Linked DNA regions of Sus scrofa: region 2 is linked to region 1. A link is a contact called in public HiChIP or PLAC-seq data. All regions are on one chromosome and are shown on one strand. The core of a region is the stretch at or near the end of the contact, and the rest is flanking DNA. Distances in the headings are between cores, read along the strand shown. Region 1 holds the start of CHST7 (carbohydrate sulfotransferase 7). Region 2 overlaps SLC9A7 (sodium/hydrogen exchanger 7).

Region 1 (6,766 bases), core at 2,236-4,735:
AACTCAGGATCCAAGCCGTGTCTGCAACCTACACCACAGCTCATGGCAATACCAGATCCTTAACCCACTGAGCAAGGCCAGGGATCGAACCTCATAGTTCCTAGTCGGATTCCTTAACCACCGAGCCAGACAGGAACCCCCGAGACTGTCAGTTCTTAAAGCCATAAAATGCTGCAGCAATCTATCCTGGAGAGGCGTTCCCTCCGATCTGTGAGGAGGGTGAGGGATCATTATGTTGTTACTTACATCTGTAAACACAAGATTAGCAGATGAAAGGATGTTTTTGTTAAAATGTGTCAAGTCACCCAGTGCCTTTTACCCCCCACTCTGGACACCGGGAAAGATGACAGACTTCCTAAGTAATTACAGAAACTACGAAAACCTGCTTGATGACCAATAGAAAAATCAGTCTGCCTCTGCAATCGCTCTGAAACTCTGGCATCATTAACAACAGAATCCGTTTTCATTAACATCTTCAACTTTGGCCTCAGAGCTTCATCCAAGAGGAATACTGAATGGAACTATAAACTAATGAATGGAAACTTAGGTCACTTCCGCCCACCCGGCACTGCTTTTCCTCCTCCAGACTGCACCGTGCAAAAGGCTGCACCCTTCCCGCTCTCGCCAAGTTTGGGGAAACGCATTCCCAGGCCACCTACATGACGCCTGAGGTCAGCATCGCGCAGAACAAACCCCTCCCTCAGCCCAACGAACATGCTGATCCGGACACTGAACTCATTTTGACATCCGTGAAGCCCCATTTTGGCACCTTAGGCTATCTTGGGGTATATGATTTACAGAGAAAGAAAAAAAAATTGTCGGGCGGGGAGGGAATGTCTTTTCACAAAGCTCCTACTGCGAATCCGGGTTCCATCTCTCAAGGGGACGGGGTGGGTGGGTGGGGCAAAGGCCCAGGCCTGAGGTCCTGTCCACACTAGAGGAAGCAGACCAGGCAGCTTTTGTGACCTGATGGGAAAGGGATATGGTCAAATATCCTGCGAGCGCCAGCCACTGGGGGCAGGGACGGGGGCGGGGGAAGCCACCACTCGAACCAGGGGAAAGCAAAGTCCATCCCACGCCCATATACCAGAGCCTGGGACACACACATGTGCAAAAACTGTTGCAAGCCGGGGCCTGCCTATGCCTGTATGCTAGGTAAATTGGAAGGTCAGCCTCGGAGTCTGCAAGTTAGGCAGAGAAGAAATAGGAAACAGATGAGGGGTAGGTAGGATAAGAGGCAATTAACTCCCCCACCCCCAAATTCTGCTTTCGCCTTTCTCTGTGCCTGCAAACACTGCTGCAAAAGATTTCCCCACAGCACAGACCGGCATCTAGATAAAGGCAAACCATCCACCTCAAATGGTCCCCGAAATTCTATACTTTTCATGTCAATTTCCAGTCTCAAGTTTCCTTATGACTTTCAAACCCTCTCGACTCAGCTCAGACCGAGGATACCCCTCTTCCCTCTCCCTCCCCCCACTACCCCCTCTTTCTCAACAAAGGATCCTACCTGTTACTTCATAGGGAGGACTGAGAGCACGGAGACCTAGGTTCCGCCTCAGCCATACTTCACCTCTCGCTTCTCAGGGTCTCCTCTGGAGACAGGTAGTTATGCTAGAGATCCCGGTGACTCCCCTAAATTCCCCTACCTGGGATTCCTCTCCCGCTGGGATCTATTTGATAGGGTGAGATCTAGAGACGGCAGTCCTCCCCTCCCCCTGATCCAAGCTCCCCAAGACCCTTTCCGGCCCCCACTTTGCCCCGAGACCACCTTACCCGGATCCACCCGGGGTGCACGGGTGTGGTTCTACGTGGCGCCGTCAGCCTCCATCTCCAGCGGCGTCTCCTCGTCCTCGGACGGCTCGGCGTCGCCGTCTTCTCCGCTGCGAGGGTAAGCCAGCAGGCGCATAGCTGGGGCGCAGGCAGCCTCCACCTGGCGCACCTGCTCTCGGCTCAGGCGCTCCCGCCAAGCGTGCACGGCCTCGCGGGCGTCTCGCGCGGACAGGTGGAAGGGCCGGTCAGCGCCGTAGGCTGCGCCGCGAGTCATGTTGAGCGCGAAGGCGTCCAGCGCGGAGAGCGCCCGCAGTCCCGCGAAGCGCTGCAGGCGGCGCAGCTGGGCGCGCGGCTGCCGCACCAGGTCCTCGTAGCGCAGCCACAGGTAGCGGCGCTGCAGCCAGGCGGGAGCACCGCGCGCGAACAGCAGGTCGCGCAGCCAGGCTTCGCAAATCACCTCGAGCGCGCCGGTCAGGAAGAAGTCGGCGCGCGGCGCGGCGGGCAGCGCGCGGGAGGGGGCCCCGGGGCGAGCGCCCACGCCGTGCGCCAGGAGGACTCGGTGGAAGCGGTCGCCCCTCTGGCGGGTGCGTAGCACCTGGATGCTCTCGCGCAGCAGCCCCTGCCGAGACTTGAGGCGCGAGTTGTGCACCGCCCGCGGGTCGCGGAAAAGCTGCACCACCTTCAGGTTGAGGCCGGGGTCGCGCAGCAGGGGCACCAGCACGCCCAGGTCGAGGAGGCGCACGTCTTTGATGACCACCACCGGATACTTGCGGCACTCGGCCTCCAGGGCTTGGAGAGCCACCGGTGGGCAGCTGCGCTCGCAAGCGGCGTCCTCAACCAGGCCGACCTCGGCGCGGGCCCGGGGCGCGCCAGGGCACAGCGGCGGCGAACAGATGACCTTGTTGGTGCGCCAGCCGAAGAGGGCGGCCGTGGTGAGATTGGCCGCGTCCGGGGCGCGCGCGGCGGGGTCCCCCGGCGGCGCGTACAGCTGCAGCACCGAAAAGTCGCAGCGGAAGAGCGAGCGCAGCATGTCTCGCAGCGCGCCTTGCAGGCTCTCGGCGTCGCCCGGATACAGTGCCTGCCACAGATGCCACATGGGCTCGTACAAGTAGAAGACGTCCGGGTGCTGGTTAAAGAGCTCGCCCAGGAACGACGAGCCGGTGCGCCAGGTGGCGTGCACGTAGATGTGCTGCTTTTCGCGAGACACCGCTTCCCCGACGGCGCCTTGGAGGTTGAGAGGAGACCTGGGGGACACGCCCGCGCCCCCATCAGCGGCTGGCCGCGCCTTCGCGCCCTGCTCGCGTTCGCCCGCCGCCGCCGCCTCCAGGCTCCACACTCCCAGGCTGCGCTGCAGGCCCGGGCAATGCCCGGCTCCCTTGTCCCCGTCGCGGCCGCCGTCCAGTACGGAGGGGACAAGCAGCAGCACCAGCGTGTACAGCACCAACAGCAGTGCGAACTTGCAGTACTCCCGGCGTCGCCGCCGCCGCCCCTTCATCGTTCACCGAACCCCTCCAGAGCGGGTGGGGCGCCCTTCCTCTTCCCTTCCTCGGAAATCCCGTCCGGAGTCCGCTCCTCTGGCCTCTGGAAGCCCCTCTGCCCCGGGAGGAGCGGAGTCACCGGAGCTGTGCATCCACAAGGGAAAACTGGGGAGGCGGTGGTGCTAGTGGCGGCGCCCCGGCCCTCTCCCGGCTCAGCGCTGGAGAGCCGCCTATTGGCCGGCTTGGCAACGGCCCGGCCCGGCCCGCCCCGCCTTCCACCCAGCAGCTCCCCCCACCCACCCACCCCCGCCTCTCTACCCGCCCGGGTTTGCCCAGGGCTCCGCCAGATCTGGGCGGGGCGCGCCGAGCCAAACCCCACCTTTCCCAGCCGCCCCCCCCCCCCCCCGTAATCAAGTCAAGTCTTCATGAATTCACTTCAGGCAAGGGAGGGGCTCGTGTGTACAGAATGTACCCAGCGACTGGACGTGGACCCCACCCGGAGAACTCCACTGCCTCTCCTGTTTCATGTCCGCTGCTTGACCATCATCTCTCGTAAGCAGACTCGCCTCCACACTATTTAGAACCGGGCCCCTGGTCCCTGTCTACATCCAGCGCCCCCATCAGCCTGAAGGAGGGTGTTACTGAGTTCTGGATGGAAGCACTTCTCTAGGATAAGACCGAGACTGCATCAGAGCATCGTGGTCCAGAGGAACTGGAGGCACTACTTCATTGGCGCAGAGCATTTCATTGTTAAGGTGTAGCCTTTGTGGAAGGGTAGGTGTTGCGTTCCTCAGAGTTTTGCCTGCTGAGGGCCATGCACTTTTTACAGACATTCTGAAGATCGGTTTACTCGTTTGCAGAAGACAGATAATTTTTAGTACCTCCATACCTTCCGGTGTGAGATTTTGAAGTCCTTTGTTAGCACAGCATATAACCTTGCCTCTGATGACACACCCGAGCAAGACACATTTACAGAATCAGAGGTAGGATGGTGGAATGTCTCAGCTGCCGTTTAAAAGGACCCATAAGGAGAAACATCTACACTCAAGGATGGATGAAAAAGGGACAGCAGGTTCAAGAGGTGAATTTTTTGTTGTCTGAACCTGCAGCATGCAGAAGTTCCCAGGCCAGCGAGCGGAGCCCCAGCAGTGACAACGTGGAATCCTTAACTTGTTGGACCACCAGGGAGCTCCCAAGTGGCAGATTAAGTTTAGAGTGCCTGCAATCCAAAAACTAAAAAGGCTAATTTTTGCTGTTTCAAGAGATAATGAACACCCCTTGGGGGAGGTGTTGTAAGGTTAGAATAGAAAGCAAATCTGCTCATCTCCCCCAGGGGAAGGTGTTCACACTCGAAAAGTTACAACATCTCCAAAGATCTTCTCCTCTGGTCTTTTCCAACACAGAAACGACTCCAGCTCTGAAATCACGAGCTCAAGCCTTTTGCTTTTCCCCACAATTCCTTCTCCATTCAGCCACTGGTTAAAATCCTATTTTCCAATCCTATTTTCAACACCCCCCAACTTTCTTCTAATTTTGCATATTCAGCTGAGAGCGCCCAGATCATTATTTTTGAATAACGCTTCTAACCACTAACCGAAACTCCCTAGCCCCCCGTCTTTCCTTGACTCACTTAGCAACATCCTCCAAACCCTGCTCTTGGCTTTCTCTGTGCCGGCAAATTACTATGGCAAAAGGTTTCCCCAAAGGACAGGGTGGCATCAAGATAAAGTCATAATCATCAACTCGAATGGTTCCCCCCCAATCCTATGCTCTTCGTGTCAATCCCCAGGCTCAAGGTGCATCCTGGCTTTTGCAAATCTGCTCTTCTCTGAAGGCAGCGTGCCTCTGTTACCCCTCTTTGCCCACTCTCAACAGGTGACCTTACCTCTTACTTCATAGAGAAAATGAAATGGTTGGACACTCTGGCTTTTCTACTACTGGACCCATATGTCCACTTCTGTACCCATCTTCTCCTTTGTGGCAAGCATATTACTTCCAGTATTAATCCCTAACTTTTCCTTCCTCATGTCTTCACTTTTTTAATTTTTTTTAAGGGCCGCACTCATGGAATATGGAGATTCCCAGGCTAGGGGTTGAATCGGAGCTGGAGCTGCTGGCCTATGCCAAAGCCAGAGCAGTGCCAGATCCAAGCTGTGTCTGTGACCTACACCACTGCTCAGGGCAATGCCAGGATCTTTAACCCACTGATCGAGGCCAGGGATCAAACCTGTGTCCTCATGGATGCTAGTCAGATTCGTTTCCACTGAGCCACGATGGAAACGCCCCCCTTCTCTCCTTTTATAAGCAAGTAGGCAGCTGTGCACTCACTTGCGGGGAGGGATATGGCTAGGCAGAATGCAAACAGTTGCTGGTGTTTTCTTTCCGAAAGCCTAAACTCCAATACTGGAGAGTGTGGTAGGTTTTTAAAACCATCACCAAGTTTCCCCTCCTCCCTCCATGTCCTTTGGCAGTGCCTTCCTACACCGACCCTGGGATGGCCTCATGACTTGCATTGGCCAGTGGACTAGTAGCCAACATGACACAGGCAGAGGCTTGAAAAATATATCCAGGAATTCCCGTTGTGACGCAATGGGTTAAGAAGCCGAAATAGTGTCCATGAGGATGCCAGTTCAATCCCTGGTCTCTCTCAGTGAATTAAGGATCCAGGCACTGCTGCAAGCTGCAGTGTAGGTTGAGATATGGCTTGGATCCTGCATTGCTGTGGCTGTGGCTTAAGCCAGCAGCTGCAGCTCCAGTTTGGCCCCTAGCCCTGGGAACTTCCATATGCCATGGGTGTGACCATTTAAAAAAAAAAAAAAAAAAAAAAAAAAGGAAAATGTTTCCATTGGGATTGTCCCCTTGCTCTTTTGCAGACCCTGAGACTGCTGCATGAGGAAGCCTGGGTCAGCCACATGGATCAGAGACTAAGCCATCCCAGCTGAGGCCCCCAGACCAACCAGCCTGCCCACTGCCACACAGGGGGGAGACTCGCTCAGACTGATCTCCAAGAGACAGCAGTGAGTGATGGCGTTAAGAGAGCTCTTAATTCTCCGCTCAGGAATTGAACCTGGGCAGCCTGGTTAAAAATCAGAAATCCTAGCCACTAGACTAGAGGCTAAAAGTGGAATTGCCCTGATTCTTGCCCCCTGCCCGGTTGAAAGCAAGAATGTTTCAAGGAGGCAAAGACTGTAAAAACAGGCACAACGTTTGTTAGAACCACAATATACGTGGGAGAGCACACAGAGAAGTAGTTTATCTAAGACAGAAAGGCAGTAATACACACCCCAAAGAGGAGCAGCGAGGGTACCAGCATCCTCAATGAGGGGCGCACCCGAGAGGTGATTTATATCACTTTATATAGGACAGTTTTCCGGGTCTTTGTTTACCTTTGGCCAAGTAGCTGATTTCTCACACCTGACTGGACATAGGACCCTCCCCAGTATGTGTGTGCATCTTTTGGCAAAGATGGATTCCAGAGCAAAGGGTGCCGGGATAGTATCAGGACTTATTACCGC
Region 2 (6,766 bases), core at 2,248-4,747, 61 kb before region 1:
CATAGGCAGTGACGGTCACAGTCAAGGCTCGGGCTGGGCAGTAGTGCCGGGAGGGAAGCTATAAAAGCAGTGAGTGCAAGAGCCCTGGGGCTGCGTCTCACATGACAGCAGGGAAGAGTTCCCGCTGCCGTGACAGTCCTGATGGGGAGCGTCGGCACAGAGAGGCATGTGATGGACCTTGGTTTTGCATCTGCTCCAGTTACTCTTGCTGCATAATGAGCCACCCCAAACACAAGGAAGTGAACAATGGTTTCATATCTGCATGCAGTCTCTAGGTCAGGGATTTGGAAAGGACATCCTTGGGACAGCTTGCCTTCGCTCCGTGAAGAAAGCTGGGGGTAACGCTGCAGCTGGGGGCTGGCGTCATCCCCAGGCTCATTGGCTCATATCCCGGGGCGCCTGGGCTGGGAGGACCCAATCTGGGATTGGTGACTGCTGGGCCTGTGAGGGCTTCTCCAGGGCCTCAGGGTTTCAGGCTTCTGACGTGATGGCTCAGGCTTCCAAAAGCCGTGTCCCGGCAAGCGGGGCAGAGGCCATGTGGTCTTTTCTGACCTAACCTTGGGAGTCACACAGCATCACTGCCATGACTTTCTCTTGATTACAAGCAGTTGCCAGGGCCCAGATTCAACGAGAGGGGACAGAATGTGTAGCTTCCGGTTGGGAAGGGTATCAGTGTCGTGGCGGCTGTGTCTTAAAGCTGCCACATCACTCCTGTCGTGGGGCTGGCGGGGTGGTTCTGCCTCCAGTTTTTGGTCCTTCCCCAGGCTGGCATTTCCTGGGCAAGCAGGAGGAGTGAAAGGGGAGTCCCGATGGGCGCTGAAATTTGTTTCCCAAAGGTTGTTACTTGGCCTCGGGAGTGAAGACCTACTTTGTTCAGTACAGAATACCCAGTGCTAGAGTTCCCATCGTGGCTCTGAGGTTAATGAACCCAACTAGCATCCATGAGGATGTGGGCCTCGCTCAGTGGGTTAAGGATCTGGCATCACTGTGAGCTGTGGTGTACACTGCAGACTTGGCTTGGATCCCATGTTGCTGTGGCTGTGGTATAGACTGCCAACTGCAGCTCCAATTGGACCCCTTGCCTGGGAACCTCCATGTGCTGTGGGTGCGGCCCTAAAAAACAAACAAACGAAAGAATACCCAGTGCCAAGCACAGTGCCTGGCACATGGGGGCACGATCGGTATCTATGGGAAGATGGGAGTGTGTGTGTGTCGTCTGTGACGCCATGTTGAGTGTTTCATTTTCTTCCAGTCAGCTTTGAATCATACTCACGGTTGCCCAGAACCCTAAATCCAGTCTGCATGTTTCAGATTCCCTGGGATCTTCTAAAAGACTCCAGCTACCAAATCCGATTGAACAAGTCTCACCATAGGTGGTGCTGTGTGGGGCCCAGGGCTGCCGCCACAGCTTTCCCAGGGGTCTTTCCCTATGATGGTGGTCACGACCTGATAAGGCATTCTTGGGTTGATGCCCCCATAAGGGACACAAAGCCATGACCTCTGAAAGTTCTAGGTAATTTTTTTTCTTTTTTTTTTTTCTTTTTTTTTTTGGCCACCTCGCAGGATGTGGTGTTCCCAGGCCAGGGATCCGATCTGAGCCATAGTTGTGACCTAAGCTGTAGCTGCTGAGGCAATGCCAGATCCTTAACCCAGTGTACCCAAAAGACCTTTGCTGTTATATTAGAATTGGCCCTTGTGCCTGTTGGGAACAGAAGATTTTTGTTTTGGAGGGTTGGTTTGTTGTTTTGGCCACACCCAAGGTATGCAGAAGTTCCCGGGCCTGGGATCAAGCCCTCGCCACAGCAGTGACCCCATGGAATCCTTAACCCACTGGGCTAGGCCAGGCCACCAGGGAAGTCTGAGAAGTTTTTTTTATTCAAAGTGGCTATTTGACCTGAGGGTTTTTTTGTTTGTTTGTTTTGTTTTTTGGTCTTTTGTCCTTTTAGGGCTGCACCTGCGGCATATGGAGGTTCCCAGGTTAGGGGTCGAATCAGAGCTGTAGCTGCCGGCCCACTCCACAGCAGCTCGGGATCTGAGCCGCATCTGCGACCTACACCACAGCTCACAGCAACGCCAGATCCTTAACCCACTGAGCGAGGCCAGGGATCGAACCCGCAACCTCATGCTTCCTAGTCAGGTTCATTAACCACTGCGCCACGATGGGAACTCCTGGCTTGAGTTTTGATTAGGGACTTTAGAAAACAGGGGTTCAGGAATGATGCACATGGCGGTCTGACAGTCTGGGTTTCGCCACACTGGAGATCTGAGGAAACCCGGGTGAAATTTGTGATGACCTCTTCATTTCCCTGAAAAGGGAATAACGGCTCTGGTAGGATATGCATCCTCCAGAGACCTGTGGCCAGTCAGGCTTAATCTGGTAAGAAAAGCTGATCACCACGAGCTGGACATCCAGGGTTTAGAGCAATTTCATCTTGACAGTTCCAGGCCAGTCAACACCCCCGCTCCACCCACCCCACCCCACCCCACCCCACCCCCCCCCCGGGCCCCAGCCCTTTGCTGGTTTCCACTGTTCCTGCCTCTGGACTCAAGCAATCTGTGAAAGGAAATAGATGAAATGGTTTGAGTGTTTTTCATGTAGCTGAATTGGTCTCAGAGACCTTGGGCTACTTTATACCAAACATGTGGAGATGTTTGAAAAGCAATGGGTCCTGAGCGCTGGCGGTTCTGTCGGTGCGTTTAGTCCGGGCAGGCACAGCTAAGGCAGCGCCCCCCCCAGCCCAGGCAGAGTGAGCCTTGGAAACCCGTCCCTTGGGCTAAATTTGACCAGGCAGGTGGCAGCCACTTGCTCTGCACTCCCTGTGGCACTCTTTTGGCCCGCCCTAGCCAGGAGCTGTGTCACAGCTTCCCCTGAGCCCCTCTCCTTCCAAGCCTCATGCACCGTCAGGCAGAGGGCCCTCAAAGGCAGTTCTGTTGGCATTTTGAAAGGCTTTCAAGGTTGCTGTCAGACTGGGGTGGGGGGGGTGGGGGGAAGGCAGGAGTTGAACTTCCAGCTTGGTTCCTCAGAACACCTTCTGAAAAATGACTCATGCCCTCGTGCAGAAAGGGCCTTCTTTCTCCAAGTCCTCCCGGCCTGACCTTGGTCCAGTCAGCCCTGAACAACAGGGCAGGGAGCCCTCAGTGGTCATGAGAAACCAATAAAACAGAGAAAGAAATGGCCTTCTCATTTTTGGGTGAAACCCTGGGTTCTTGCAACTTCCCCTGAGATGGGTCCAAGTCACATGCTCAGTGTTGTCATGAAACTGAAATCAGAGGCGGGGAAAATCCAGATGTTTGCTTCCCATTAGAAAAGAAAGGGCCCTTCTCTTGACAGCGTTTGCTGAACACTCCCTCTAAAAACAAACAAGAAAGGGATATTTGACGGGAAAGCACTTGTCATAACGAGCACGATTTTCCGCACTGGTCCTCGGAGCCCAAGGTTATAAACAGAGTCATGGCTACAGAGCCGCAGAATATTAGGTCATGTGGGCGCAGGAAAAGAGCTGTTGGCTCAAACTTTTGGCTTCGTGTGAGGGCAGCGTAAGAATAGTGCGGAGAGACTTAAGCCTCATGTCCCTGGCAAGTTTGACTCATTAGAACCAAACAAAACAAAACCCTCCAGTTGCTTTGTTTCTCCCGAGGTCTTGGTGACTTTGCAACCAAAACAAAAAACAAGCCCAGCTGGAGGCAAGCTGCCCGGGGCCCCCGGGGACCACCTCCCAACCCATTCAAGGGGGCGGGTGGCAGAGGATTTTTCATGCGGACACAGCTGAGATTTATGTTGGCCAGACATGCAGGCACATCATTCGCGGTTACCCGCGTTTACAGGAGCGGGCTCATTGATGAGGCTGCTTTGGAGAAGCTAGGAGCCCGAATCTGAATGGATCCCGCCTCTGTCATCTCAGCAGGACAAGGTCACAGGCAGGACATTACTGGAACGTGGAGGAAGGGAAGCCACTGTGCTTGTGGTACTTGCGTGCATGCATGCGTGTGCACCGGAGAAACACAGAAAATCAGCGGTTGATCGTTGCATTGACGTGTATATCTTTCTGGGCAGGTTGGGTTTGCTTGTTTCTGCATCCACCGTCAGGTTCCCTCCAGGCTGAAATCTGAAATCCAGTCCCTGAAATCTTTAACATCCAACAGTTGTTGAAGTGCTTTTCCTCAGATCACGACCCCTCCTCCCCGCCTTTGATTCTTTCTGCTATTCTTTTTTTTTTTTCCCTTAGAATTCAAAATTAACATTAATGCATTCATTCATTTGACACATATTTATTGAGCCCTTGTTTGAGACATTCTCTCAGTCAGGCTCTGCAAATACATCTGCAAACAAGACAGACGCATCTGCGTGCGTCCTTAAGGTCTGGTGACAATGAGGTGAAGGATAAGGGTGGAGATTGGCAGAGGCGAGGTCATGAAGGGCCTTTCTGCTTCTCCACTGGGACCGTGGGCCTCTCCTTGCCGTTCCGAGTGGCCGTTTAGCAGCCTGCGCATCACTGTTAGAAATGCAGGTTCTTGGGAGTTCCCTGGTGGCTCAGCAGGTTAAGGACTCGACATCATCACTGCTGTGGCTCAGGCCGTTCCCGTGGTGTGGGTTCGATCCCTGGCTCAGGAACTTCTGCATGCTGTGGGTGCCCCCCCCAAAATCGTCTTTGCCATTGGAAATATTAGGAATTGAAATAGTGCTTGCGACTTCCCTCTCTCTACTTCTCTCCCTCTGCTCTTACCTTCTCGGAGATTTCTGACTCATCCTTGGTATCTCTGTTACAGGTGGAATTGGTACCCCCTGAGATGTAGAAGACAGACTCATAATCATGACTCAGATTTATTTCCTTCTTGTCGCTCACCCCTCACTTGTAGAGCTGCCTCTCCCTCTAACACTCAAGAGGATGAGGCTAAAAATGCCTGTGCTTGACCAGCCGTCCCTACTTTCAGAGTCTGTCATCCAGCAACATCAAACCCCAGCAGTGCCCTCAAGCAGCTGCCATTGGCCCCCTTTTTAATATTGATTGTGCTGTTTATAATACTCGCACAGAACAGATGTCCTAAACCCCAAATGAATGTTTGATTTTGCAAAAGGGCTTTTGATTTTTTTTGGGGCGGGGGGCTGCATGGAGGTTCCTAGGCTAGGGGTCGAATTGGAGCTGTAGCCGCCGGCCTACACCACAGCCACAGCAATTTGGGATCCAAGCCACGTCTGCAACCTACACCACAGCTCACGGCAATGCCGGGTCCTTCACCCACTGAGCCAGGCTGGGGATCGAACCCGCAACCTCCTGGTTCCTCGTCAGATTCGTTTCCACTGCGCCATGACGGGAACTCCTACAAGTGCTTCTGAAAATGAAATGATGGGGACGTGTGAGGTGGAAAAGCACGAGAGGAGGAGTAAAGGAACCTACTACTTGAGGGCAGAGGAAAGAACAGTGATGCTAGTTCTGGCTTCCTTGCCCCTGCCCACCGCCCCCACCTTCCTGAAGCTGGTAGGGCAAGTTACGGCACCGCCTGGAACACAAGGGAGGTGCCCGTGTAAGCACCACGAAGAGCCCTTGGCTGGTTTGTCAGGAAACTCAACCAAGCGTGTTTTCCACAGACCAGCTCTGGAGGGCCTGCAAAGTTGGTTTTACAGAAGCTTTCTTTCATATTCTCTATAAATCAATTTTGGCCTATAAGGATCTAGACTCCTTTTGGGTAATTGATCTGCTAAAAGGACTTGAAGGAAAATTACCGCAAAAATGCTAAAAGAAATTTTGTCGGAGTTCCTGTTGTGGCTTATCGGGTTAGGAACCCAACTAATATGCATGAGGATGCGGGTTCAATCTCTGGCCTCCCTCGGTGGGTTAAGGATCCAGCATTGCTGCAAGCTGCAACGTAGGTCACAGATGCGACTCAGATCCCTCAAGGCTGTGGCTGTGGCGTAGGCAGTGGCTACAGCTCTGATTTGACCCCTAGCCTGGGAGCTTCCATATGCCACCGGTGCGGGTCTATACAGGTAAAAGAAAAAAAAAATTTTTTCTCCTACATCGAGTTGACCTACCCACAGACATAACCGAGTCTTTTTCTGTAGGGGTTGCTTTGTCTGCCTTGCGGATTTATTCAATTCCTTTTAAAATATTACCTCCCCCTCTATCTTTGAGACTTTGGTGATACAGGATGTTTGAGCTCCACATCTACAAGTTACGGTGAAAAGGGAAGCTTTCCCCCCTTATTTCAATCCCTTTTCTACAACTGAGTATCTGTCCTCTTGTTTTTTCCTAGGATGGGCCAGATTCTGCCGGAGGAAACCGGACAAAGCAGGAGAGTGCGTGGCTGTTCAGGCTGTGGTACAGCTTTGACCACAAGTATCCTTTTAAGGGGCTTCCCCGTATTCGTGAAACCCCGACAATGAAATCCTCTGGTTGAGTTGTCAGTGCGTGACTTCCGATGAGTGAGGAAAGATGCATGCTTCCTACAGGTGGAGTCGGTGCTCTCTCGGGATCCGGGCAAGGATATTCAGGCAACAGGTAGTCATAATGAGCAGCTCTCTGGCCAAGAGGGACGTTTGCACATCATCAGGGGAGCCAGTCCACAGCCTGGTAGGCTCACCTGGCTCTTCAGAGCTTTGTGTCCAAGGGATGTCGGCCTGTGTAGGTGAATTTGTTACAATTTACACTTGAACCATGCTGCGGTCAGGACCGGGAGGGGAGGTTGGCTAGTTAATGCATGTGAGAAGGAGGATTCCTATTGGCTGAAGCAAGTCCGGCCAAGTCCGATACTGGCATTTACTGGACCC

What was found. HiChIP or PLAC-seq counts read pairs in DNA pulled down with a chosen protein or histone mark.
Region 2: an H3K27ac HiChIP or PLAC-seq map of skeletal muscle shows a contact between it and region 1. The contact joins the enhancer-like site here to the promoter of CHST7 in region 1. A contact is called at or near these places in 6 of 47 Hi-C or Micro-C datasets (alveolar macrophages, liver, mesenteric adipose tissue and 2 more) and 1 of 2 datasets of contacts at active chromatin or transcription factors (skeletal muscle).

What each region holds. Positions count from the first base shown.
Region 1 is chrX:41,189,712-41,196,477 of Sscrofa11.1, reverse strand. CHST7 (carbohydrate sulfotransferase 7) reads right to left here and starts at 3,485. Exons shown (of 2, transcript XM_003135049.4): 1 at 1,777-3,485. The coding sequence starts at 3,268. The coding sequence ends at 1,808.
Region 2 is chrX:41,250,857-41,257,622 of Sscrofa11.1, reverse strand. It overlaps SLC9A7 (sodium/hydrogen exchanger 7), which reads left to right. Exons shown (of 17, transcript XM_021080387.1): 15 at 6,253-6,335. Among named protein-coding and RNA genes, the nearest start is that of CHST7, 61 kb to the right of the region's middle. Within about 2 kb of position 3,497, at least 17 of the 83 cell types and tissues checked have an H3K27ac peak or open chromatin away from gene starts, as enhancers often do. A contact at or near this core is called in alveolar macrophages, mesenteric adipose tissue, skeletal muscle and 1 more, where this site is marked.